Regions from separate parts of the Zea mays genome. Here region 2 is linked to region 1. A link is a contact called in public Hi-C data. All regions are on one chromosome and are shown on one strand. The core of a region is the stretch at or near the end of the contact, and the rest is flanking DNA. Distances in the headings are between cores, read along the strand shown.

Region 1 (5,456 bases), core at 2,288-4,787:
CGTGTTGTCACCATTTTCTTCTTCTCGTTTGCAGGACCAAGGTGGTTAAAACCCTAACTTCGAACCAGATGTTGCATTTGCGTTTAGCTAAAAAGGTAGCTGCTTCTGCAAATCTCGGGATTGTGCTATTTAGATTTTGCACACACTATATCCAACTTCTTCTGTCTTCAAGTCCTCACTCCAGTTCAAAAACTCTGACCCTCCAAACTGTACTTGCTTAATACCAACATGACTAGAAAAACAAACATAAAACGGATGAGATTGCATTGTTCCAAAAAGTAATATGGTAATAAATTGTTCATAACATGACCAAATACAGGCACTAAGCAATGTCAGCTTCGAAGACCCCCCCCCCCACCCAACCCACCTACGCACACACAATTAATCTGAAAAAATAATGAGGCATTAAAAGGCAGCTGGAATATTATTTTTCATGAGTAACAACGGTATGTTGAGTAATGATGAGGCAAGAAAAACGTGTGTTCCTCCATAATGATCTGCCAAATCCCACTGCCTACTACAGGAACATCTTGCTAGCAAGAATTGCATTTCAAATCAGTAGTTACTGCTTCCCTTCAGATAAAATAAAAGGTTCAGTTTGTTTCTCCTATAAAAAAAGAAAAGTGTATAATGTGAACTACACGGCTCACAAACATGCCAGTTCGGTAAAGCATACTGCATTCCTGTGGGACAGGTTGCAGTAGCTCTGTATTGTGCCACATCACATACTTCTGATTTTTTGGGGCACCAAACATGAAACCAGAGCAAGATATAGATATACATGTGTAGCATATGTTAGAGACCAGATCCTAATGAGCAGAAATAACATTATACACAGTAAATAAATTACCAAAATATTGGCATCTCAAAAGTCTGGTTCTTACTCTGAACTTATTGTTGTTAAGGCATTAAGCAGGATGTCCAGAAGCAATGGCTCATGAATACCAATGTCTACCCTGTGCAAGTTAATAATATCAAAATAAAGAGTCATGGGCTAAATCAATGTGATTACAAATTGAAAAGGTATATTTGCATATTTTCTCTGGAATAAATATTTGTTTGAAAGGCATCAGTGTTTCAGTACATGGTGCAAAAAGGTACAATCGCACGGAGAGAGCTACGACTTTCTAGAAACCCGTAGAATTGCAGTGTACTAGTGTTAAAAGGGACTCGGTATTTGTCAGTCAAAGTGGTTTAGCAGGCTTACTGCACAACAAAATTCATAAGTCACCTAAAATGGTTTGTCGTGATTAAACCCACATCGAAGAAATTTATGTTGTGAATGATCTTTTCATATTTATGGTATTTTTCATAAGCTTGAACAGTTAGTGTCTGTAATCCAGAATGATGGTCCAACAGATGATAGCAATAAAAAAAATAGAGGACTGGGAATTGAATAAGTTTTGATAATTCACATAACAACATGAAAAGGTTACAGTCTACAGTTTGTAAAGCCGGCTTAGAAGAGAAATATTACACACCATACTCGTGCTAGATTATCTTGAATCTCAAGATCACCAATGTTGTAAAAGGACGTCGGAGTGACGTTAGCTCCTTCAAGAGCATCATAAGTCAGCCTTTTACAATCTAAAGGCAATTGCGATAACTGCAAAATAAACAAGTACTTTTGAAGTCCTTTAGTGCAAAACATAGAAGTTTGATGGAATCCTTCATGTTACCAACATTTTGATGAAAAGGATGGAGGCCAGAAGGATTATATCTTACCCTGACTAGTATCGTCTCATCCACTAAGGATATGAAAATAAAATACAAAAATGTCAAAAATGACATTCAAGAAGTGTAAATGTGGTCTGACCATTATACCTGCATATTCATAGAATTGCAGCCACCAAGACGGCCAACTATATGCCATGATCGCAGAGACTGCAAGCACAATAAAAGGGAAGATGCAAAATCCTGAGCAAACATGCGTATAGATTTGATACATGCTTTTTTCTAAGTTTGGTAAATACTTCCTGTTGGGGAAAATAATAAAGAGAAAGAACTCACATCAGAAATCAACGTAACATCTTTTGGCAACAAAACATTGTAGAACTCGAACCATATATAGGAATTGGAGAAGTCAAATCTAGAACAGGAAACAACCAAAACTGCATTAAGTAATTAAGAAAGATCACCAAATGGTTTTCAATAGTTTTACTTCTTTGTTGACCATTAATTATAAGGTAGTAGAGATCTAAAGTTCTAAACTTTATGAGTTTTCACTAATAGTTGATCCAACATCGCATAAGATGTTGGGCTCATGGTGAGAAGTGTTTTCATAAGATCATGATTAACAATATATTGTAAAAGAAACGTGCTCAGAAATGGCTTTCATGGTCACCACAATAGAGGTTTTTGCTGGCCCAGGATCGAGGTTTACACATAGACTATGATAAGGGTGTTGGGTGTGGGCTGCTATTTTTCTCTTCTACTGTGATGATTTTGCTGCAAGTGCAACTATCCAAATAAGAACGACTAAAGAATCTGGGAGGATACTTCTATTCCACTATCTAAAAAGGGCAACCCCAGCATCATATAGTGTCCAGAGAAGAGATAACCAGATGCAAGCCTAGTCACTAAGTGAGACAGCTCTCAGGCCATACTCAGTAGATCGTGTATATGGTCGTGCAAAACACTGTTTTGCACTTTATACTGCACTGTTTACATGGTAGATTTAGATAGTCTCACCAATAGGCCTTTTATTTTCCATTATCTAAAAATATTGTAAAATAATTTAACAGTGAAAATTCCATTTAGGAGGCCAATTTTGTAAATGAAAATTTGGAGACTCATCAGTTTCAAACCGCACAGTGTAAATTAGTCCTATCTAGCTATCTGGATTTTGTACACGGTACAAATATACGGCAGCGTCAGAGAAGCACATTACTTGTTGAAGACGACCTTCATGGGGTTTGGAGAGCCGGTCTTGGTTTGCACGATCTTGTGGCGTTTCTTTCTTATCCTATCCTCCATCTGCACGAGCGCAGAGGGCGTGAGTGAAGCAAGGGAATAAGACGAGGAAAGCCATTCATTCGTCAGAACGGAGACGAGGAAAGCCATTCATTCCCACGCGGGTTTGGCCCTTCTTGGGGTCGTCGAAGTAGTCCCCCATAATGTCTCCGATTTCGGGGTCGTGGTCGTAGTCCTCCTCCTCGCCGCCGCCCGCCCAGCTCGGAAACCCTTCCTCCTGGAGCTCCGCTTCGTATTCGTCGTCGCCCTCCGCGGCGGATAACGCGCTCAGCGCCTCCCCCGCCTCCGCCGTCAGCCGTCGGGCGACGAGGGACGCGGGCCTGAGGCGAGCAGGAAAGGGAACCGGGAGACGCGTGCTCGGTCTCGGGGCAGCCGTTGTTGCGGGTAGAAGAGGCGGCGGCGGGTAGCTGAACAAGCAATCGCCGAGAAACGCAGAGAGCAGCATATCTGGCCCCTTCGCGATGAGGACTGCACCTGCGCTTGCTTGACGCGACCTGCGAGGCGCGGCTAGTGCAGTGCAGTAGTGCGTGTGCAAAGCAGCAAGTGCAGCAGTAACAGGTGCGCTGTGGAAGTGGGGTGGATTCTCACGGAGACGGGAGACGTTCGGATATGTTGCGATGGAAGGAACAAAGAAATTCTATATTTCAATATCATCAGTTGATCCAAAATATTGTTTTGCACTATATATTATATTAATCATAGAGTAGGCTTTAAATATCAGTATAGAGATAAGTAAGCTAATCGAGATAGCCTTAGACATGTTGCAAACTTGCAATGGCGGTCGATATCGCCTGCATATACCAATTTTTTTTTATTTTAGTTGTTGACGCCTTTTCGGAGCGTCAAATACTCAAGAAAAACCGGCGGCGGTGCTCTCTGGTCAAGTGCGGACGGTCCGCGGCCTGGGGCCGGACGGTCCGCGCGTGCACAGGGGCGGCGGAAGATCGCCGGCGGCGCCTGGATCTCGCTCCCGAGAGGGACCCCGTCAGGGAGGAGAAATCCTAGGGGTTGTCTAGGCTCGGGCCGGCCGACCTAGACTCCTCTAATCGGCGTAGAGTCGAAGAGAGACGAAGAATTTGGGGATCAAGAGGCTAAACCTAAACTAGACTAGAACTACTCCTAGGATAAAATGTGAAATAGAAGTTGTATTGATTCGATTGATGATTACAAATCGGCCGTAGACATCTCTTTTTATAGAGGAGGGGGGCTTGACCCTTTACACGACCAGATTTCGAGCTAATTCCGCGAATATAGCTAACAAACATAGCACAAAACTCGGAACCCTAATCTATTCTGCGCAGGCGCGGACTGTCAGGACCGCGGACCGTCCGGCTCCAGGGCCGGACCGTCCGCTGGCTCTTTTTGGTGCCAAACATATGCCCCCCTGCCTTTTGGTGGAGCTAGGCAAACCAAAAGCATCTTAACTCGATGTGATCACATCGGTTTTCTTTAAGCATCTTGCCACATACTAGGATGGTACTGCTTGAGGAAACGCCCATTCAAAGCTTTAGGTAAATCCTTGTCTTGTAATGTTTGTAGCAAATAGGCGTTACCAGATATAACCTGTTTTACTTTATAAGGACCTTCCCAGCTTGGCGACCATTTTCCAAACTTCCGGTCTTTATTCCTTAGAGGCAGGATGGTCTTCCACACCAGGTCCCCTACTTGAAATGACTTTGCTTTGACCTTTTTGTTGTAGGCCCTGGCTACCATGATCTTGTCCTTTTCTATTGCTTCTAAAGCTATCACCCTCTTGTCGGTCACCTCATCAATATTATCCATCATTGAATTGTAATAATCAGTGATGGTTAGATCATTTTGTTTGGCGAACCTGACAGCATTCAAACTTATTTCCACAGGCAACACTGCTTCCTGCCCATAGACAAGCTCAAAAGGAGACACTTTAGTAGCACTATGTTTAGATATCCTGTGAGCCCATAAAGCTTCGGACAAAATCTTATGCCAATGCTTAGGATTCTCTGATATCTTCTTTTTTATCAAGTTAATCAATGTCTTATTACTAGACTCGGCCTGTCCATTGGCCTGAGCATAATATGGAGATGAATTAAGCAATTTAATCTTATATAATTCAGCAAACTCACGTACCTCCTTTGACATAAAAGAAGTTCCTTGATCTGTAGTCAAGGTCTGGGGAATGCCGAATCTGTGAATAATATGCTCAGTTATGAACTCAATTACCTCCTTGTGCGTCATGTTCTTTAGAGCAACGGCTTCAGTCCATTTGGTGAAATAGTCAGTGGCAACTAACACAAACTGATGCCCCTTTGAAGATGAAGGATGAATTTCTCCAATAAAGTCTAATCCCCATTCTCTGAACGGCCAAGGCTTGATGATAGGATGTAATTCGGCTGCAGGGACCAACTGTAGGTCGCCGAATTTTTGACACACTTGGCAACCCTTGTAGTACTTGAAACAATCAGCTATCATACTAGGCCAATAAAAACCAGACCTTCGCAACAACC
Region 2 (5,054 bases), core at 1,100-3,599, 290 kb after region 1:
ATGTGCATGTGTGTATCTCTACTTAGATAAGCAGTAAACAACAGTAAAACATGCAAAAATACGAAGAACAGAGTGTACCCAGCGGTGTGACCGATGCTCAAGGCATCAGTGACTCTATTCACATGAGACATCTCGTGTGTATGTTCGATGTAGTTGTACGCAGTCGATGCAGGTAGATGTACGCAATGCAGTCTCTCGAACGGCACCGGCAATGAGGAACCTGATCAGCGCTGGTCAAGCGGACAAAGCGAGTACACTCCCCAAAAACCTGATCGCCCGCACACCTGTGCAAGTGTAGCTCTGCGGACGGCGATTTCGGAGGCCTGCTCTCCCACTCTAAATGTGTTTGCAGAAGGTGGGACGGAAATAGGTTGTGTGCAACACGTCTAAGAGATTGTTCGCGCATGTGACCAGGAGTAGCCTCACCTCCTCCATCTCCTTCGTATTTGTACACACAGAGGGAGCGGAACGGACAGTAACGATCGTCATTATGACCAGAAACTGACAGTCATTACAGCCCGTCTGTTACTAGCCATAACACAGGAAATGGACAGTAACAGACGACAATAATGGACGATCATCACTCCAAGCAAATGTGCAGCCGTTAGGTAGAAATATTTAGACCAAGGTCCGATCTACCACGAGCCTCGCCCGCGGCCCGGCCGGTGGCGCTCCCACGTATGGCAGTCCTTAATCCTTTTCTCAACTTATCAATAGATGCATGGATGGTCCACCTATTTAAGTTGATTAATTTGTTCCTTAAACTTCTGGTACGTTACTAAAGTATTAGTACACTGTATCATTAAAGTGTGCCTTTAGCATTGACTACTATTGAATATTAATTTAGGTCAGGCCCACATTAATCCAACATAAACGAGTAGTTATACACACATTGACATACATGGCATCACATATATCACACTGTTTTCCTAAATTAAATTAAAACTGAAAATACCTAAATTCCTAACATATAATACGTCTACTATTTTTTATCGTTAATTTTCTTTCTACTATTTTTTATCGTTATTTTCTTTCTTCTATTTTAAAACAGAAGTAGATGCTGAACCTTAATCTCCATTAAGTCGAGTTGATTATCTCTAGCTCCAGAAACCAATATATTTTTAACGGTTTGGTTTAGCTGTTTTTTCTAAAAAAAGAGATAAAAAGGAGTTTTATGGCCATTAATTTCTTAGAGTTGATCAGTTTCTCATGGCAACAAGTACTCTACTGCATCAGCATCACGCTTGCACTGCCCGGGCTTTGAAGATGGGGTGTCGACCTGCTTTGTCGTTTAGTGGAATTTCAGGAATTCTTGACGTAACTTCAAACAAGAAAACATGCTCGGAACATATTAGCTTTCTATGCGTAACAACAAATCTTCAATAGTGCGGTCCTCGTTGGGTTACCAAACGCTGACTTTCCTGCCGTGTCTTGGTCTTAGGATTATCTCTTCCTCCGTCCTTATATCCTATTATAAGGTGTAACTACATCTTATTCTTGTTCTATAATATAAGACATACTTTCCTTATAATTAGACACACGTGTATTAATATACTAGTAACCTTGTTGATAAGCACGGTGGCCCAAATATTGACAAGTATGGCTTATCTTATCGTGTCATGTTGTGCCGCTCATTATGACGACTAAGTTTGAGATACAACATGGTTCGACTATTCGAGTTGTACTGGTCCGACCCTTTTCTTTCGTATCATGTTGTACTTTGGACTCTTATTTTATGTTGTACCGTGCTGACCCTAAATGATCCGGCCTAAACTTTCAAGTCTAGCCACCAGTTAGGCGGGTCTGCAGAAGCTTCTGGCCACGCCTTTTAAGTTATTGCACGTATGCACATGATTGTTGTCAAGATCATCTTAAATATTAGATTTTCTTCTTTTTGGCAGGAAAGTCGCGCGAGTTTGGTAACTACACACATAATCGCCCGTGATTAGTTCTAATAACAACAAATAAGTAACTAATAGAAAAGGCAGTGGTAGCAGTACATATGTAATGGTCCCATATCAGGTCCACCAACGACGACGGCGTAACGTGCGCGGCAATCTCAGCTGATGATGACAAGCACGTCAAAACATGCGTATAAATATGCTGTCAATGCTTTGCTTTGCTTTCACTGGCAGTGGAATTGAATTCTTCCGGTGAAATCAAAGCAGGGACGGTTCACCGGTGCATGATATTGATTGGAAGGTGTGATTAGATTGTTTTTTTGGCCTTTCATCAGGTGCATGATTGCGTGGTGTAATTAAAGTTGGCCCTCTGACTCTGGGTTAGTAGCTAGGTGAGACATGAGAAAGAGGACCGTGCCTTCCTCCGTCCTTCTCTCCCGTTGGGCGCCGCGTGTCTGTGGCTAGCTAGGGTAGGTTTGACAGCTCACCGTGGCACCAAAGGTGCAACCACCGTATAACCCAACCCAACCAGAACCAGTGCAGCTATTGCTCTACATATAAATCGCTCCTGCAGATCATGTATGGATCGGATGGAGTTAGAATTATTATTATTATTATTATTATTATTATTATTATATATATATATATATATATATATATATATATATATTGTGACGTCTTTCTAGACTAAACACTAATTATCCCTAGAGTTGACACGCTTTGTGCATACACGTCCGGCCCTGGAGCTTGAACTGTCCGACATGGCCAGGAGCCGAACTATCCGCTACGCATGGAGAGGCTCGGGAAAAACCTACATTCTGCCTCTCGAGTGGGACCCACAGGGAGGAGAGATTATAGGTTGCTTTCGGGTCGACATACCACTTAAAGCGTCTCAGACAATATAGAGCCGAAGATATGAGAAGATTAGGATTTGGGGAAACAACAACTAGGACTAAAACTAAACCTATAGGTCTAAGAAAATAATGTATAAGCTAGTTTGTATATCAATTTTTAGTGTTCCCGTACCCTTTATATATATATTTATAGTGGAGCTCTAGACACTTTTATAAGTGGGGTCCAACAATATCCCACAACAAATTATAAAAATATCGCAAGAAATCAAGATGTCGCAAGAACTTATCTAATCCCAGACTATCCAGGCTATCACGCGGGACGGTCTGGTGTCGTACTGTCCAGTCTCCCTAAGCCTCTAGTCGTCTCTCTTCATATCTCTGCTTCATAGGCGGACTGCATTGGCCACATGACGTACAGCAGAGATGGTAAATCAACTCTATTTTTCTTTGTAATTTTGATTAGTGATTTTAGAAGAATTTTTTATGTAAACCTGGATTTCGTTACTAATGATACTTTTTTAACATTGTGCTATATCAATTTACTTGTACAATACATTGATTGAATATGAAGAGGGGCGAAGATATTGCTTCGCTTTTTCGAAAACATAAAGCACACGCCGAACAAGTAATATTGAAATTTACTTTGCAACCGGTATGCACATTTATTTAGTGCATTTTGTGCTTGATGTTCATATTATATTTGTATGTATTTGTAGACTTTAAATGTTAAATCTATAGTTTCATATGCTAATACCTTATCTTTATATTTTGAACTATATACTAAATTGATATAGATTATACTAAGTTATTTATGAAAAAAATATGGCACTTAGTGCATGTGTGTTGATTGTAGAGCTATCATTTTCTAGATTTGATTCGTGTGTTGATGTCGCTGACCAAAGCTCTTTCCTTTGATCCCTTTCTTGTATCAACCCTTCGGAGCTGAAGCTCTTCAGCTTCGCCTTCGCTTTGCGCGCTAGTTTGGACGAAGGCTAGCTTGGTCATTCTTCGATAATACATTAAATATAATGAAACACTTCGAGGACCTTCGATAATAAAGGTCTCCCAATATAAGCTAATACAGTTCTATATAGAATTTATTTATATACTATTTTTGGTTATATGAGGAAGATATTTATATGCTACATTTTTATTATATGGGAGCGAGCCGATGAGTGCGTTATAAGTTACAGAGTAGAAACATATATTAGTGACACATTAAATCAATTTCCACACCTCATCCTATGAATTCGGGATATGCTTATATCTAAACTTAGGAAAATGATGGAATGTCAAATTTCAAACTAAAGACATACTCTATCAAATAAATTTCCAATTCCTTTAAAAGGAAGGGATCTAAAGATATTTGTTTTTACATTGGTATATGTATTTAAATTTCAAAATAAAATACACTAAATGCTGGTATCCACAGCCAAGCAAAAGCGTCGGTGCCACAAGACAGTCGTATTTTCCGAGGCTATCCACACTCTTTATACCTTTTTTTCTCTACGCTAAAAAAAATATTCTATTCTAATCAAAGAGATTCTCTACTCTATCCAACAATTTATCACGGTCACAATTATCCTACATATGTAGCTATATCAACTAACATACATTATATTATATTTTCCACACTTTTCTATCCCCATCAACATGCATTTGCCATCCCACCGTGTCTGAGCCTGCCTCAGACTGTCTCCAACAAGGGACGCTAAATCGGTCCTGTCTGTCAAATTTAACGGATGGAAACGTTCTCTACACCTCCAGCAAGAGACTCTAAACCATACGCTAAAATTTAGCGGCTGCCTCCGAGACGCTAAATCTGTCGGACGTATGACCACTCGCTAAATATTGTTCGCGTGCCGTCTCCTCCATTCATTCTCGCACCCATGTACCGTACCACTGCCGGCGAGGACCAACTTGTTGCCGACGCCGGTGAATGTGTGATCGCAGAGCTCGTCCCAACCGACGCAGAGGCCACCGTGCTGGCCATGGTGTTCGTGTGGCTTTGGTTGCTTGTGCCCAGTTGGAGAGAAGCTGCGCGAAGGTGGGAGAGAGAGCCAACAGTAGCTCTACGGCTCTGCCATGCATATGTTCGATGAAAACAGAGAAATTTAGAGTACGTTGCTGGAGATAGCCTCACTCTCAGTATAGCGCAGGTGAGAGAGAACGCTACATTTAGAGTTGGTGAAGTTGGAGAGAGATTGTACTATTGTAGGTAGGGCTGGGCAAAAAACCCGTAACCCGAAACCCGAACCCGGAATACCCGAACCCGAACCCGAAATACCCAAAACCCGAA

The links. A called contact is a pair of places that touch in the nucleus more often than the background predicts.
Region 2: a Hi-C map of ear shows a contact between it and region 1, with 2.7 times the contacts expected there. The contact joins the enhancer-like site here to the promoter of LOC100274170 in region 1. A contact is called at or near these places in 2 of 25 Hi-C or Micro-C datasets (ear and tassel).

The regions. Positions count from the first base shown.
Region 1 is chr8:141,093,351-141,098,806 of Zm-B73-REFERENCE-NAM-5.0, forward strand. LOC100274170 (Ribonuclease P protein component 3) reads right to left here and starts at 3,538. Exons shown (of 7, transcript NM_001148544.1): 1 at 3,074-3,538; 2 at 2,891-2,976; 3 at 2,011-2,089; 4 at 1,825-1,884; 5 at 1,482-1,606; 6 at 885-956; 7 at 1-232. The coding sequence starts at 3,418. The coding sequence ends at 130.
Region 2 is chr8:141,389,217-141,394,270 of Zm-B73-REFERENCE-NAM-5.0, forward strand. No RefSeq gene overlaps it. Among protein-coding and RNA genes, the nearest start is that of LOC111347722, 4.2 kb to the right of the region's middle. Within about 2 kb of position 2,350, at least 15 of the 20 cell types and tissues checked have an H3K27ac peak or open chromatin away from gene starts, as enhancers often do. A contact at or near this core is called in ear and tassel, where this site is marked.